2 separate regions of the Sus scrofa genome follow, and region 1 is linked to region 2. The links are chromatin contacts, called in public Hi-C maps. All regions are on one chromosome and are shown on one strand. Each heading gives the region's core, a stretch centred on a gene start, on an enhancer-like site or on the middle of the called end of the contact. The rest is flanking DNA. Distances are from core to core; before and after follow the strand shown. Region 1 overlaps NAT10 (RNA cytidine acetyltransferase). Region 2 overlaps CAT (catalase).

What was found. A called contact is a pair of places that touch in the nucleus more often than the background predicts.
Region 1: a Hi-C map of alveolar macrophages shows a contact between it and region 2, with 2.9 times the contacts expected there. The contact joins two enhancer-like sites. A contact is called at or near these places in 11 of 47 Hi-C or Micro-C datasets (alveolar macrophages, embryonic fibroblasts, fetal skeletal muscle and 7 more) and 2 of 2 datasets of contacts at active chromatin or transcription factors (alveolar macrophages and skeletal muscle).

The regions. Positions count from the first base shown.
Region 1 is chr2:26,794,065-26,801,099 of Sscrofa11.1, forward strand. It overlaps NAT10 (RNA cytidine acetyltransferase), which reads right to left. Exons shown (of 29, transcript XM_003122875.5): 16 at 6,492-6,608; 17 at 5,377-5,478; 18 at 5,213-5,287; 19 at 4,509-4,625; 20 at 3,543-3,676; 21 at 3,288-3,336; 22 at 65-161. Among named protein-coding and RNA genes, the nearest start is that of NAT10, 29 kb to the right of the region's middle. Within about 2 kb of position 2,392, at least 1 of the 83 cell types and tissues checked has an H3K27ac peak or open chromatin away from gene starts, as enhancers often do. A contact at or near this core is called in alveolar macrophages, where this site is marked.
Region 2 is chr2:26,494,343-26,501,823 of Sscrofa11.1, forward strand. It overlaps CAT (catalase), which reads right to left. Exons shown (of 13, transcript NM_214301.2): 11 at 2,456-2,563; 12 at 635-718; 13 at 1-46. Among named protein-coding and RNA genes, the nearest start is that of CAT, 36 kb to the right of the region's middle. Within about 2 kb of position 1,494, at least 4 of the 83 cell types and tissues checked have an H3K27ac peak or open chromatin away from gene starts, as enhancers often do. A contact at or near this core is called in alveolar macrophages, where this site is marked.

The DNA.
Region 1 (7,035 bases), core at 1,142-3,641, 300 kb after region 2:
CACCGTCAGAGGTCTGCAGGCCCTCGGGGCCCCTCACCCTGCGGCTCCCCCCTCCCCCACTCACCCTTCCAAAAAGCTGAGAGCCAGGCGCCCCGGTCGGCCTCATCCTCGTCCGTCAGCGTCTTCACCATGATGCATGAGTGCTCTCCAGTCAGGTCATTCTGGGAGACACAAGACCCCCTTCTAAGAAGGACGTCATTGCTAAACGGCAAACACAGGGAAGGCAGGCTCCTGGCGCCCAGGGGCCCGCACTTCCTCCCCGGCAGGAGAGGGGGCCTCGCCTACACGACAGCCTTCAGAGGCCACTTAGTGCTGCCACTTCTGAGCAGGTGCCCCAGTGACGGCGCAGGCCTGCTCAGACCTTCGGGGCACGCCTTCTGCTCTGGACCCGAGGAGTGAGCCACTTGCCCAAATCAGCCAGATTCTGAACTTGGCGTCATTAGAACTTGAACACCACACGATTCAATCAGCATGTCTTGGGTGCTTATAGTAAAAAAAAAAAAAAAAAAAAAAAAAAAAAATCCATGGCCACAACCCAGCGTGGCTAGAGTTCCCCTGCTGCAACTGGTTCACAAGTGCAGGCTCCTTTAGGTGCTAAAAAGCGACCACGGGTTTTAAAGATTTTACTACACACAACTGCAACGCCCAACACCATAAAAATTACCTAATGGGTTTCAACCGAAGGGCATTCAAGTCACAAACAAGCAGTGCGGGGAAAGAGACTGAAGGGGCGTTCCGCGGTCTGGGCTGAACTCTCTGCGATTCGTGCTCCTTGCAGTTGACTGCCAGATTTACACCCCAGCCTTGACCAAACTCGGTGACAAGGAACCAGCCCCTCTACAGCTGCTCCTGCCACGTGGAAGCAGCCACCCACCCAGCGGTCCTCACCTGCCCCACTTTAAACTCTCAAATGGGCACCTCTCTGGGATAGTGACCTTGAGCTCCCCAAATCAAGCCTCCAACACTCCCTCTCAGCCCCTGACCTCCCTTCTTTCGGAAAAGAGGTGCAATGAGAACTTGCTCATGCTCTCGACACCCACTCAACCAGCGGACCGACATCTCCCATGCCCAGGCTCTCCGCCCGCCTCCTGCACTCCAGGTCCCACCCTCCTCTCCTCCAGGCGGGCACTCCTGCCATCAGCCCTCGTGGCCTGTATTCGCGCCAGCTCTACAGGATCATACCCTCCAGCACACAAACATGTTCTAGAATCTCCCATCTGATAAACCCGCCGTAACGCCAACCTCCCTCCAGCCGCCTTGTTCCTCTGCTCCCTTTGCTTCGTGGAAGAGTCGTGCATTCCGTCTGTTCCCCACCTCCCACTCTCTCTGGTGGCCAATCCCTCCATGCCACCGAGACTGCTGCCATTCAGATCACCAATGCCACCAAGCCCAACGGCCGTTTGTCCCCATCTTATGGGCTCTCTGACAGCAACGATTCCCCTTCCTGACACATGCATTTATGTTGGCTTCTGACAACACCTTCCTGACTTGCTCCTACAAAGGAAGGCTCCTGCTTCTCCACCTCCCTTGCTGTGTTTTCTGGCTCATTCTTCTAAACACTGGAGACGCCAAGGACTCATCCTCTTTGCTTTCAGTTCCTATTTCTAACAACTTTAAAACTTATTCACTGATGAGATTATTTACCGAACACATACTACACATAACAGATGCTATGAAGTACTGGGGGTACAGCTGTGAAGGAAACAGACCCCTCGAAATCCTCGACCCCAGGCTGTATATGCTGAGGGCTCTCAAATTTGTCTCCGGCCCCAGGCTCCCCTGTGAACTACAGATTCCCACAGTCAACTGCCTACTTCCTTATTTCCACTTAGCTGCCTCGCAGGCATCTCACACCACGGTGCCAAACACAATCCCCACGTTCACCTCCAAACCCGGTCCTCCCGCCATGAGTCTTATCTCAGCGAACAGCACCTCCGACACGGTTTCTCACCTAGTCTCTCAAGCCAAAAACCTAAGCTCTAGCCAGAGCCTTCCGTTCACTCACCTGCCACATTCCCCCTCCTTCATCTCATCAGTTCACCTCCCAACACACTTGCCACCTGGCCACCTCCCTCCAGCTCACCACGTCCTCCTCAGCCAAACCACCGCATCTCTCACGCACTCATCTCCCCGCCTCTACTCGTCTACACAGCAGCCCCAGCACCTCTCCCCAACTCCTCCCTCCAACGGAGCAGGAAAGGAACCCAGGCCCTGCCCAGAGCCCCCTGCCCGGCCGCGAACCACCACCCTTTCCTTCTCAGGGCCCTCCGGCCACACTGAACTTGTGCACCTCCAATCACCACTTCCTCTCCACCCCACGTCCTCACACGCGCTGTGCCCTCTGCTCCAGGAAATGCTCTTTCCTGCAGGCAGGCCTGTCATATGGCCGGTCCGCTCTCATCATTCAGGCTGTGGTCTGGAAGGTCATCGACGCCTCAGAAGCCTGACTGCTCATCACATTACACTATGATTTCAGTAGCTGGTTTTCCTGGCGGCACATACCACGACCTGAAAATTTCTCGTTCATTCACTTGTTACCTATTTCTACCCATCTGAACTTTGTGGCTTCTCTTGCTCGCCATCTGATTCAGGGGAGGTGCCAAATAAATTCTTTATGAGAACTATCTCTCCCCTTCCCTATTCCCTTCTTTGTCTGGCATCCACAGTCACATCCCTCCTGCAGATGCCAACTTCCGATGCGAGTCTGCGCAACTGCACTCCTTCCCTAAAACCACTCTCTTCCTTTTTAAAAAAAAATAAAATAAAGGGAGTGCCCATGGTGGCTTAGTGGTAAGGAGGCAGGTTCGATCCCTGGCCTTGCTCAGTGGGTTAAGGATCTGGTGTTGCCATGAGCTATGGTGTAGATCACAGGTGTGGCTCGGATCTGGCGTTGCTATGGCTGGGGTATAGGCTGGCAGCTGCAGCTCCAATTCAACCCCTAGCCTGAAACCTTCAATATGCTGCAAGTGTGGCCTTTAAAAGCAAAAAAACCACCTCCCCCCCAAATCCCACAAATTCAAAGAGGCTCCCAGATTACAGGACTGAAGAATCTGGTAAACAAGTCTACATGCACCCTCTGCCACCTTAGAATTGAGCACAAAGCCACTGCACTGTGTAGTGGGGAAGAGGTGTGACCACATGGCCTTTCTGTGAGGCTGGCTGCTCTGGGAGCCATCAGAACAGACCTGTTGGTAACAGAGGCCTGCTGACTCAGAGCACAATGCAAGGCACCAAGGCTTTGCAAGGACAGACCTGTCACCAACCCCTCTGCCAGATGCCTCACTCACCGGGGTCTGTCTCAGATAAACAGGAACAAACCCAGCTCGTTTCCAGAATCTGTAAAGATACAAAGAGAGCAGGTCACTGTGTGCGCCTTCTAGGAGCAGCTGACACATAAAGCTGGTTAGAGCCAGGGGTGCGGGGAGTCAACAGGCAGCTGACAAAGACGCGGCCGGCAAGGCGGGCAGCAGCCCACCGAATGCTCATTCAGGACCCCGAGGCCAAAGGGATGCTGCTGGCAGGAAGGGCAGGCCAACCCTTACTTGAGGAGCCTGGGGGTCAAGCCGTAGGACACCCCCAGGTAATCCAGGCGCTCGGCGGGCCTCTCGTTCAGTTTGAGAAGCAAGGGAGGCAGGTCCTTCCGGGGAGTGACAACCTCTTCCAGCAAGCTGACGGCCTGAGGATGCCAGGGGAGGGCACGGACCCCGGCGGGGGGGAAGAAAGGTTAGCGACAGGCCCAAGCACCCCTGTCCCACCAGGCTCTAGATGAACAGCAAAAACCAGGACAGGTTTCTTGGTTTGTTCCCATGGTTTTTAAAATATAAAAGCACCACTAAGTCCAGTGATCACCCCAAGGGATACCAAACCCCTCGACATGCGTGCATTCACACTGCTCGGAACCCAGGATGCCAAAAGGAGCCTACAGTTGAGAAAAGCCTAACAGATGTTCAGAGAGACAGAGGTAGGGTTCTGAAGGCACAGGTTTGTCACCGGATGGCTCGGCTCTTGGGAACTGATACCTCTGAGCCTGACCTTAATTACAAGTCCCTTTCCCCATCTCCTGGACAGGCACACGGCAAAAACTAGATGAAGGCGTGTGAAAAGCCGCCCCGGTTCCTAGCGTTACTCACTCCTACCCAGGAAGACGGAGCTTCCCTCGGCTTGGGTTCAGTACGAAGAGGAGAAGGCTGAAAAGCAGTGGTTTTAAGCCGGAACATGCATCGGCTTCACGTGGGAGCTTGTTAAGGCAGACCACTGGGCCCCGCACGGAGCCTCGGCTCGAGGCGGTCTGGGCCCAGCTCAAGAACCGGGCTCTACCAAGTTCCCAGGTGATGCTGATGAAGCTCATCCAAGGGCCCCACGGGGAGAAAGAGCAGCTTCTCCTAAATCAGCGAGGAAACCTGCCGCTAGAGCTGAGAGCCCAGCCCACAGCCAGTGGCCCACGAGGCTCCCAAGGACCCAGGCAATCCGTCTCCCGGGAAGCCGGAGCTCGGCCAGACGGCGCTCACCTCACTGCTGACGGTGTGAATCTCTTGTGACGTCTCGAGGGCCTTCTCCTCGAGACAAGGGAATCTGCCTTCGTAGTACATCTGCAGCAGCTGCAGGGCTCGGCTGCCATAGCCCATCTGGAAGCAAACCCGGGGGAACAGGCGAAGGGAAGAGAAATGTCCTCAGAGTCCAAACAACTTCTGCGCCCCTGTATTGCTTCTAGAAAGCCTTCATGCCGAGATCCAATGAAACCCCTCAACGGGCTGAAGCAGAGCCCCTTAGTGTGGAATGACTCCCCCTCTCCAGCTGCCTGGCCCATCAAGAGCAGCCCACCTGCCACATGAGCGTGAGGATGACTGGCTGTGCTTTCTGGTCCACAGGTCAGCCAGCTCCAAACAGATGACTCTACACCTAACTCCTCGTTGGGGTCTTTGATGAGGCAGGAGGTAACCATGGGAAGCAGATCTGGCTCACAGGTCCCCTGTCCTCACGAAGGAAGGGTGAGCACATCCCATGACCCTGCCCACCCGCCCACCCCCAGCCCTGGGAAAACCACCCACAGCAGAGGGGAGCTCGGATCTGCTAATCCGTGACCAGCTTCCCGGAACTTCTACTCCTTGACCAGCTTCGTATTTAAACAAGTGCACCTGCCCTAAGGAGTGGCCAGCAACACAGCTGTGGCTCATAACAGCACATCAGGTTTGAAGGCACCAGGGCACCTTACCCCTTGATAATCCGGGTGAACAGCAATGCGAACAACTCTTCCACCAGAAAGGCCAGCGAAGTCTGGATCTTGGAACTGTGGGGAGACACGAGCCGTAACTTAACAATGCAGGCTCCAACACAGCCAGCTGCACTCGCGCAGACACACCAGAGAAAGTGCATCACCTGTTCCGACACTGTCCATGGAATCAAGTCCCCCGAAGCCTTCTTGCCTCGGGACAGGCTGTTCAAGATGGACTGGCGTGAAATCTCCCCCTCGAGGCACACCTGTGGGGGAAGCAGGGCAGGGCAGACGGAAGGCAGGCTCCAAGTTCAGAGCCCACCCACGGAAGCTTGCCAGCTCGCCCGTTCCTCTGGCTAGGCCGGCTGTTTCCACTCCAGCTCACGCTTAAGCCTCTAACCAACACAGCCATGGGAAATGTTGGGAAAACTTCATTACTATGTCCCGTGGGCACCCTGACACTGTTGCTAAGAAGGCAGACTCCAGACACCCTCCTGGCCCAGAGAGCAAAACACGCCAGCAGAGGGTCTCCACGCAGGGTGTACAGGTGGGTTCACCACTAAGACGCAGGACACTCTCTCGGCTCTGCACAGAACTGCGCAAATTCACAATGACCCAAGGCTCTAACAGAGGATGGATAAACATAGTGTGGTATGTGCGTGTAATGAAATACAATGCAGTCTTTAATGAGTGTGCGGATTATGAATATTTGACACACTGGGGAAGAAAACAGATGAACAAATGCTATGACCCCATATTTACCCAAAGAAAAAATGATAAATGGACAAATACATGCCAGCCATTAAAAATGTTATTTTTTCCAATCTGTATCTAATTTTACAAGTATCGTGTATTTCTTTTGCAATAAAGAAGGAAAACCAAAAAATTTCTTTTCTTTTTTTTTTTTATGGCCGCATTCACGGCATGTGGAAGTTCCCAGGCCAGGGATCAAACAACTGTGACAATGCCAGCTCCTTAACCCACTAGGCTACCAGGGAACTCCAAAGTCTCCAAAGTTCTCTTTCAGAAGGAGCCGTAAGTCAAAATATGAGTGGCTGGTTCTGGCTTTTACCCATCCTCAAACTGTGGGACTTTGGGTTTGTGTCAGGGAGATGGTTTCCTTCAGCACACCCCAATCGCCTGCCTGGATACACCCTGCCACTGCCTCCAGACCAGGAGTCGACAGCCTGCCCTCGCCAGCTGCAGTGACCAAGGAACTAATCCCCGATCCCAAGCAGTTCCTCAAGTCAGTGCCTCAAGGACCCCTCAGCTTCCGTACCTGAATGACAGCAAGCACTTCTGGAAGGGCATTCTGGGTGGGGGGCACGGGCGGCAGGAGGCAGAAGAGATGGTGAGCAGGTGCATCAGAGAGCATCTGGAGATCGTTGGGGGAGTTCTGTGGGGCACAAACCCGTCAGTGAGAAGCACTCCTCCTCCTGTCCTCACTCGAGGCTATGCCAGCATCATCCGGTGACTGGAGACCCCGCCTTCCCCAAAGCCCAGCAATGTGCTGAAACCCATCAACGTGCTGGCTCCCCACACGTCGGCCAGCCAGCCTGAGACCCTCTGTAACGGCCTGAGTGGGACCCCCTCCAGTGTCTGCTGTCACCTCAGCACGAGTGCTGAGGCTACAGGGCTGGGGCAGAGAACTGCTTAGTTAGTGCTGTATCCTCCACAGCTGGGAAGGGAACTTCTTCCTGGTTAGAGGCTGCTATTTCAGGAAAACCTCTCACCACTTCTAACACCCTCAGCCTTCCATTAAAGGGTGTTCATAAAAATGCTGCCTAGGGAGTTCCCATTGTGGCGCAGTGGAAACAAATCCG
Region 2 (7,481 bases), core at 244-2,743:
TTGCAGCCAAGTGAGATCCAGCCTGCACATAGGTGTGAACTGCATTCTGTTTCAAAAAAACAAGACCAGCAGGTTAATTAACTCACTCGACAGCAGCAACTTGGTATTTATCTTAGCTTTAATTTGTGCTCCGATGAAAGTAACCATTCAAAATGTGTTCACCTTAAACTGTCTTATCCTGCCCAGGGCTAAAATGAAGAGTGTGTGTTCTTTCTATCTGTTTCAAACGAGATTCTGAACAGTGGCTTAAGAATTGGAAGAGGAGTTCCCGTCGTGGTGCAGTGGTTAATGAATCTGACTGGGAACTATGAGGTTGCGGGTTGGGTCCCTGCCCTTGCTCAGTGGGTTAACGATCCGGAGTTGCCCTGAGCTGTGGTGTAGGTTGCAGACATGGCTCGGATCCCGCGTTGCTGTGGCTCTAGTGTAGGCCAGTGGCTACAGCTCCGATTGGACCCCTAGCCTGGGAACCTCCATATGCCGCGGGAGCGGCCCAAGAAATAGCAAAAAGACAAAAAAAAAAAAAAAAAAAAAAGAATTGGAAGAGTTGTCCCTGAAGAGAATCAACATAACAGGAAGCCCAGTGTGCGGATCCAGACATGCCTTCCCCGGCACAGCTGAGCTGCTCAGGGCTCACCTTTGGTTTCTCAGCATTGTATTTGTCCAGAAGAGCCTGAATGCGGGCCCCATAGTCCGGATGGACGTCACTGAAGTTCTTGACCTGAAACCAAATGAAAATATTGTAAACATCCCCCCAGCCCCCTCCTAGGCCAGTCCCCAGGGTCTGCTTCACAGCGGTCACTCCACAGGTACAGAAGGACACTTCCACCGAACACAGAGCCACAGGATTTACCAATGGAGTAAAGACGTGCAGGGTCTGGAGAAAACCCGGACATATCTTGGCTGGGCGACCTTGGAGAAGCCGTTCAGCAGAGCTTCAATATCCACTCCCCATAAAATAAGTGAGATAATTCAACCTGTCTCATACTGTCCGATATCCACCCTCCATAAACATGAGACCGTTAAATCCACCTCAAAGAGTATTGTGAGAAAAACACCTTATGAGGTGAGCTGTACGGATGGCATATAAAGAGCCAACCTCAGAGTAACTCAACAAATTTTAGTGATTTGTATTAAGAAACACGCCCAGATACTGCCTGAATTTAAAGTGAGCAATCAAACACTGGCCCCTGCTGGGTAACCTCACATACTTTTATTTCCTGTCTCTTCTGGGGCCACACCAGCAGCACATGGAGATTCCCAGGCTAGGGGTCTAATCGGAGCTGTAGCTGCTGGCGACAGCCACAGCCACAGCAATGCCAGAGCCAAGCCGCATCTGCAACTTACACCACAGCTCCTGGTAACGCCGGATCCTTAACCCACTGAGCGAGGCCAGGGATCGAACCCGCAGCCTCATGGTTCCTACTTGGATCCGTTTCCACTGTGCCATAGAGGGACCTCCCAACTTCACATACTTTAAGCAAGAATTCCTGACCAAGCAGACAGCAGGAGGTGAGTCATCAAGAATCTGCAGGAGGCCTTGCAACCACAGTACATGTGAGAGGATAAGAAGGTCAAGGGTTTGAGCCCAGTTCTGCTACTTACAAACTGTCTTATTCTCATCAAAGACGAAAAAAATCCGCCCCATCTACCTCGCAGTGCAACAGTCAGGCTCTCTGCCCAAGACAGCAAGAAGTACAAGTGGGCACCTGCCATACACACACTCGTGAAAGACAGTTAGAGACACAGAATTTTGCCTGCTGGAATTTTGCCTGCTGGTACTTGTCTCCAGGCCTCAGAACTCATCCCAGCAGCTACCTCTCTGATCAAAGCAGCAACCAAGACACAAGGAAATAGCTGGTCCCTAAGTTTACAAGAGGCAGACTCCTGTGGCAGGTCTGAAGACCACTGTGAGTACAAAGCACAATGAGCTACCATCAGAAATCCCCTGGCACCTCAGCACAAAAGGTCAGCATGAGTTTTGGAAGCAGCTTAGCCCTTTTCCCAGAAAACGTGCACGTTTCTAGTTGCTTCTGAAGGAGGGTCAGGTATTGTAACATAAAAGGTCAGGCAGACCTCAAACCATAAAAATTATTTCTTATTATCTCAAATCTAAGCAAAATTGTGGCAGGACTCACATTTTGATATTGGACAATATTGTCCTACATAGAATTTGACGGCAGTCGAATTGAACAGCATAGAAGACAACGGACCCTAAACGCCACTAAATTACCACATATTAGACCAAACTAAGGGTCAATGGCTATGGCATATCCACTGGAGATAGAACACAGAGAGGAAAGAATCAAAGGTTGATTGAGGATTCATACTAATTTTTTAAGTCTGTTAGGCTCAAGTAAAAAAAATGACATTTTCCCTTTGCAGGGTTCTCTCACATAGCTGCATTCTCTTCTCCTGCCAGCAGGTGCCACCCTTTAGCTGACAGAGTAGCACTCACCGCTTTCTTCTGGATGAACAGTTGTGCGTCTTTCAGATGACCCGCAATGTTCTCACACAGGCGTTTCCTCTCCTCCTCATTCAGTACGTTCAAATAGAAAGTCCGCACCTGTTCAATAAAAATGGGCACAGTGCAGAGAATCAAATAACCACTTCATCACAAACAAAACTCACCCCAAATGTCACTTTTGAAAGAGAGATGTGAGATTTCTTGTTGGTATAACAAGAATGAATAATTTAAAATGACAGTTGAAACTGTCACATGTTGAGTTCCTTACTTTTCGTTTTATTTCATTTTAAGTAAAACAGGGAGATGATAGCTCAAAACTTCTTTTTAGTAATGTTCTTTGTGGTCACAGCTTATGAATCTCTTATAAATAGAAGGTCGTGCACCTACAATTAAAAGTGCCACCACACCTTACTACGGACAAGTGGAGAATGTGCAGGCTGTCATCAGATGTAAGCTCAGCACAGTACGACCTTTGTTCAGTTCACCCAGAACCAAAGAGGAAAACACCCTAATTCATTAAATAGGTCAGAAGCCAAGTTTTCTTGGAGAAGACAGATGTTAATGGTATTTTGCTTAGATTATTGGGTTTACCTCTAAATGAATATCCATAGGTTAAAGTGAAAAATAAAAGCTCAGGAGTTCCCATCGTGGCACAGCGGAAACGAATCCAACTAGGAACCACAAGGTTGCGGGTTCGATCCCTGGCTTCGCTCAGTGGGTTCAGGATCCGGTATTGCCGAGAGCTGTGGTGTAGGTCACAGATGCAGCTCAGATCTGGCATGGCTGTGGCTGTGGCATAGGCCAGCAGCTACAGCTCCGATTAGACCCCTAGCCTGGGAACCTCCATGTGCTATGGGTGTGGCCCTAAAAGGACAAGAAAATTAAAAATAAAGAAAATAAAAATAAAAGCTCAGTACTAGGTATATGCATCCTAAGAGCCTCTGCTCAATTCTGAAACCAATCATTTCTAAGTTATGAACTATGATTTTATTCTAATATTTCATTCATTTATTCATTGATTCATTATTTTATACTTATCATGCACCTATAATGCACCAGGCATTACCCTATGTACTGCTGTTCTATCAATGTTTATAAAGTCCAAAAATATACAAAGTAGCAAATTCATAAAATATCAAATATTCATAGCTTTTCTAAGTTATCAAATATCAGACCTCAACCCTAGCTTCAGCATTCACCACTGTTCAGAAAAAGGCAGCTTGAAACTTTGAAGTCAAACTAAAGGAGTATCCACAAAGATCTGACTTGCATTTTCTCACGTCTGGCTAACAACCACCACCTACACACAGCTCACCGGCTCACTACAGGAGAGCATGGGCTCCACTGACGGGGCAGCTGTTCCATTTTATTAACCAGATAACGATTCTGCGTCGCTTTACCTGCTCCAACACTTTAACCACAGAGCTTTAAGAGTGGGGCCAAATTCCTCTTAAAGGAAAAGCCACATTTTTACTAGTCTATACAAGTAAGAGAATGATTTTTTTTTTTTCTTTTTAAGTGTAACATGCCTACAGTAAAGAATACCAAACATAAGTGTTAAGGTCAATGACTTCAGTGAACACAAGTGTGTCACAACCACCCAGATCAAGACAGAAAACGCTCAGCTCAGAAATCACCTGCAATATCCCTCCTCAGTCATTACCCCCCTTTCTCCAGTGGCCTTCCCGAGGGCAACTTTTTTTACTTCTAATATTCTGTGTTTTCGCTCTTTTTGAAATGTACACAAGTGGGATCATACAGGCTATATGCTTGATCTTTTGCTCAATGTCATACTTGGAAGATTCATCTCGGTTACTGCTTGTCTGCATACTTCGTGAATTTTCATTGCTCCACAACTGTGGGAATATACTAAGGCTTTTTTATCCAAGCTTGGTTGATGAACACTTGGGTGATGTGAATGAACCGTGTTGTATATGTCTTCTGATGCTCACAGGTACACATTTCTACTGGGAATCTACATAGGAATGCACTTACTAGGTCCAAAGACATGTGTGTGTTCAGTTTTGAATATTGACAAGCTGTTCTCTGAAACATCTGAACCAATTTATACTCACGTTGGAGCTGTTTCTTGTTCTCACAGTATCTGGTACACAGCCTTTTTCATTTTAGTCATTCTGATGCGTACATAGTGGTATCTGTTTATTCTGCATATCCCTGGTGACTAGTAAAATAAACCACCTTCCTGCATGCTTTTCAGTCATTTGAACACCCTCTTTTGTGAAGTGTCTATTCAAGTCTCTTGTCCCTTTTTCTATTTATTTGCCTTTTTCTTATTACTCTGTAGGAGTTCCTGACATGGACTGTATGTACATGAGTTGTTTGTTAGAGGAACTGCAAATATATTCTCCCACCCTGTGGCTTGCCTCCTCAATCTCTAAACAGTTTCTCATAATGAAGAAAAATTCTTTTTTTCCTCTCTTCATGAGCTGGTCTTGATAATATCTATGGCCCTATCTGCCAATTCAGTAATCCTCTCTTTGGCTATATTTAATCTTCTTTTAAACTCATTTACTAATGCTTAATGTTAGTTGTTGAATTTTCCAGTTTAGTATGTCCATTCACTGTTTTTTTTTAATTTATTTTCCATTTTTTTAATTACTCAATGAATTTTATTATATTTATAGTTGTACAATGATCATCACAACCAAATTTTATAGCATTTCCACCCCAAGGTCCATTCACTGTTTTTATAGATTAAAGTTCTCTTATTAAATTCGCCATGTTGTCATCTATTTGCTATTTTCCTGAACATATTATTTGCAGTTATTTTATTTATTTATTTATTTATTTATTTACTTTTATTTTTATTTTTTTTGTCTTTTTGCCATTTCTTGGGCCGCTCCCGTGGCACATGGAGGTTCCCAGGCTAGGGGTCTAATCGGAGCTGTAGCCACCGGCCTACATCAGAGCCACAGCAACTCGGGATCCGAGCCGCGTCTGCAACCTACACCACAGCTCACGGCAACGCCGGATCCTTAACCCACTGAGCAAGGGCAGGGACCGAACCCGCAACCTCATGGTTCCTAGTCAGATTCGTTAACCACTGCGCCACGACGGGAACTCCTATTTGCAGTTATTTTAAAACCTATATTTGACAATTCCATTATCTGAAGCTCCAGTAGGTTTGTTTCTATTGCCAGGTTTTTTCTCCCTCTTGGTTTTCAGTTGTAAGGTCTCAGGTCTTGAGTATGCTTGCTGACTTATTACCGACTGCCAGGTATTTGCATATGAAAACACGGAGAGATAATCTGAGGTTCTATTTTCCTCCAAAGGCTTATGTTTGCTTCTGGCAGATAGTTAGGATAAAGGGAGATCACCTTAACCCAGCCTGAGACTGAGCTGGTGTAAAACTGGGCTTTAATTTTTGCAGCTTTGCCCTTATTTCTAGGCATGGCCCTTCAGGGATCCAACGCATGCCTGGGATGTTAACCAGAGGCCCTCTTTCTTAGCAGGCCTTGAACCCCAATTTTTATCCCTCCAGACCCATGAAAACGCTATAAACTCTGCTCAGTATCTTGGCCAAGACTTACAAAGTAATAAATGCCTCATGAGAAAAGAAGAATAAATATCAAGCTCACATCTCTGCACTTCTTTTCTGTCCAAAATCTTGGCCCCTCTAATTCTTAATGCTTTTACAATTCTCCAAAGCCTTTAAACAGATGCTTTTTGGATTTTTATCTTGCTTTCCAATGTTCCTCATGAGAGGATAGATCTGATACGCAAACTAGTCTGTCATAAACCAGAAGCAGAAGACCAAGTGAATCATTTTTAAGAGTATAAATCTGGATCTTCTTATTTATATTGCATGTTACTCTTAGAGTTATAGGATTATGCTATGAACCTACAAGCAGTAACATGAGTGATTAAAAACTTGACTTCGATATAATGATAAGAAAATCTCTCAAAATAAGAATGATCATATGACAAATGTTAATGTGTATGCAACAACCTCTAAATTCATTGTGGCAGAAGTTGTACTAGCTAGTTTAAAACTGGAGTAGACTTCATGCAGGCAAAAGTCTCTGAGAAGCAGGGACAGTACTGTAATATACTCGGTATCATCTGCATCACCAAGAATGAGGCAATTATTATAAAAGGCTTTAAGCAGACATTTAATTTCATTTAAATATGGCTTATATACTATAATAATCTTGTTTATATATAGGTATACACATAAATGCCTTTCAAATGGATATTTTCACAGTGAACTCATTCATATACTTACGTATATTTTATTTGGAACACACATTTACAAACGAAGAAACGAGAATAGGTCCTATTCTGATTTAATGTTTCACAACTACTCAAGCAGAGCTCTAAGACAACTATACTTTTTAACTTTGTCCTTTTCCTGTGGGTGGTATAAGCTGCCCTGGACACATTAGTCAGGTGACTACTCTTCAAAGTCAAAGGCCCCTTCCATTGCATTTACTAAAAGAACAGTGCCGGGGCAGCTACAGGTGATGAGAAACAGGGTGTGCACTTGACCCCAGGCAGTTAACTGGAGGCTGGTCAAACGCTACTGATGCAACCTATTGTGACACGATGGGTTGACTAAATCCCATTTCCTCTCTCCAGAATCTGATATAGAAGTATTGACAGAAGGAGTAAAATAGGGTCCAAAAAAAAAAAAAAAGTAATACAGGGAGAAAGAAGCCATAAAGAAGAGTTAGGTTATGGTCATAGCAAAGCCACAGCAAGCTCTGAAGCACAGAGGAGGAAAATAGGGGAGGACCCAGTAAGAATGAGCAGTTAGTACAGAAAAGCATCAGCAGACAGATGACCAGCGGCAGAATCACCTGGATGGTGCCCAGCAGTGGAAACTCCTGCACCATTCATGGCTACTGAGGCTCCTAAAGCTTTTGTGAATCCAGTTCTAGTCCCTTAAATCAGGACTGTCCCTCTCAGATTCGTAGATGCGGCTCTACTTGCCCATGTCTTAGATTTCCGTGAGATCACGACTTCCCCAAGGGCTCCCGCTTATGTCCCTTCAATA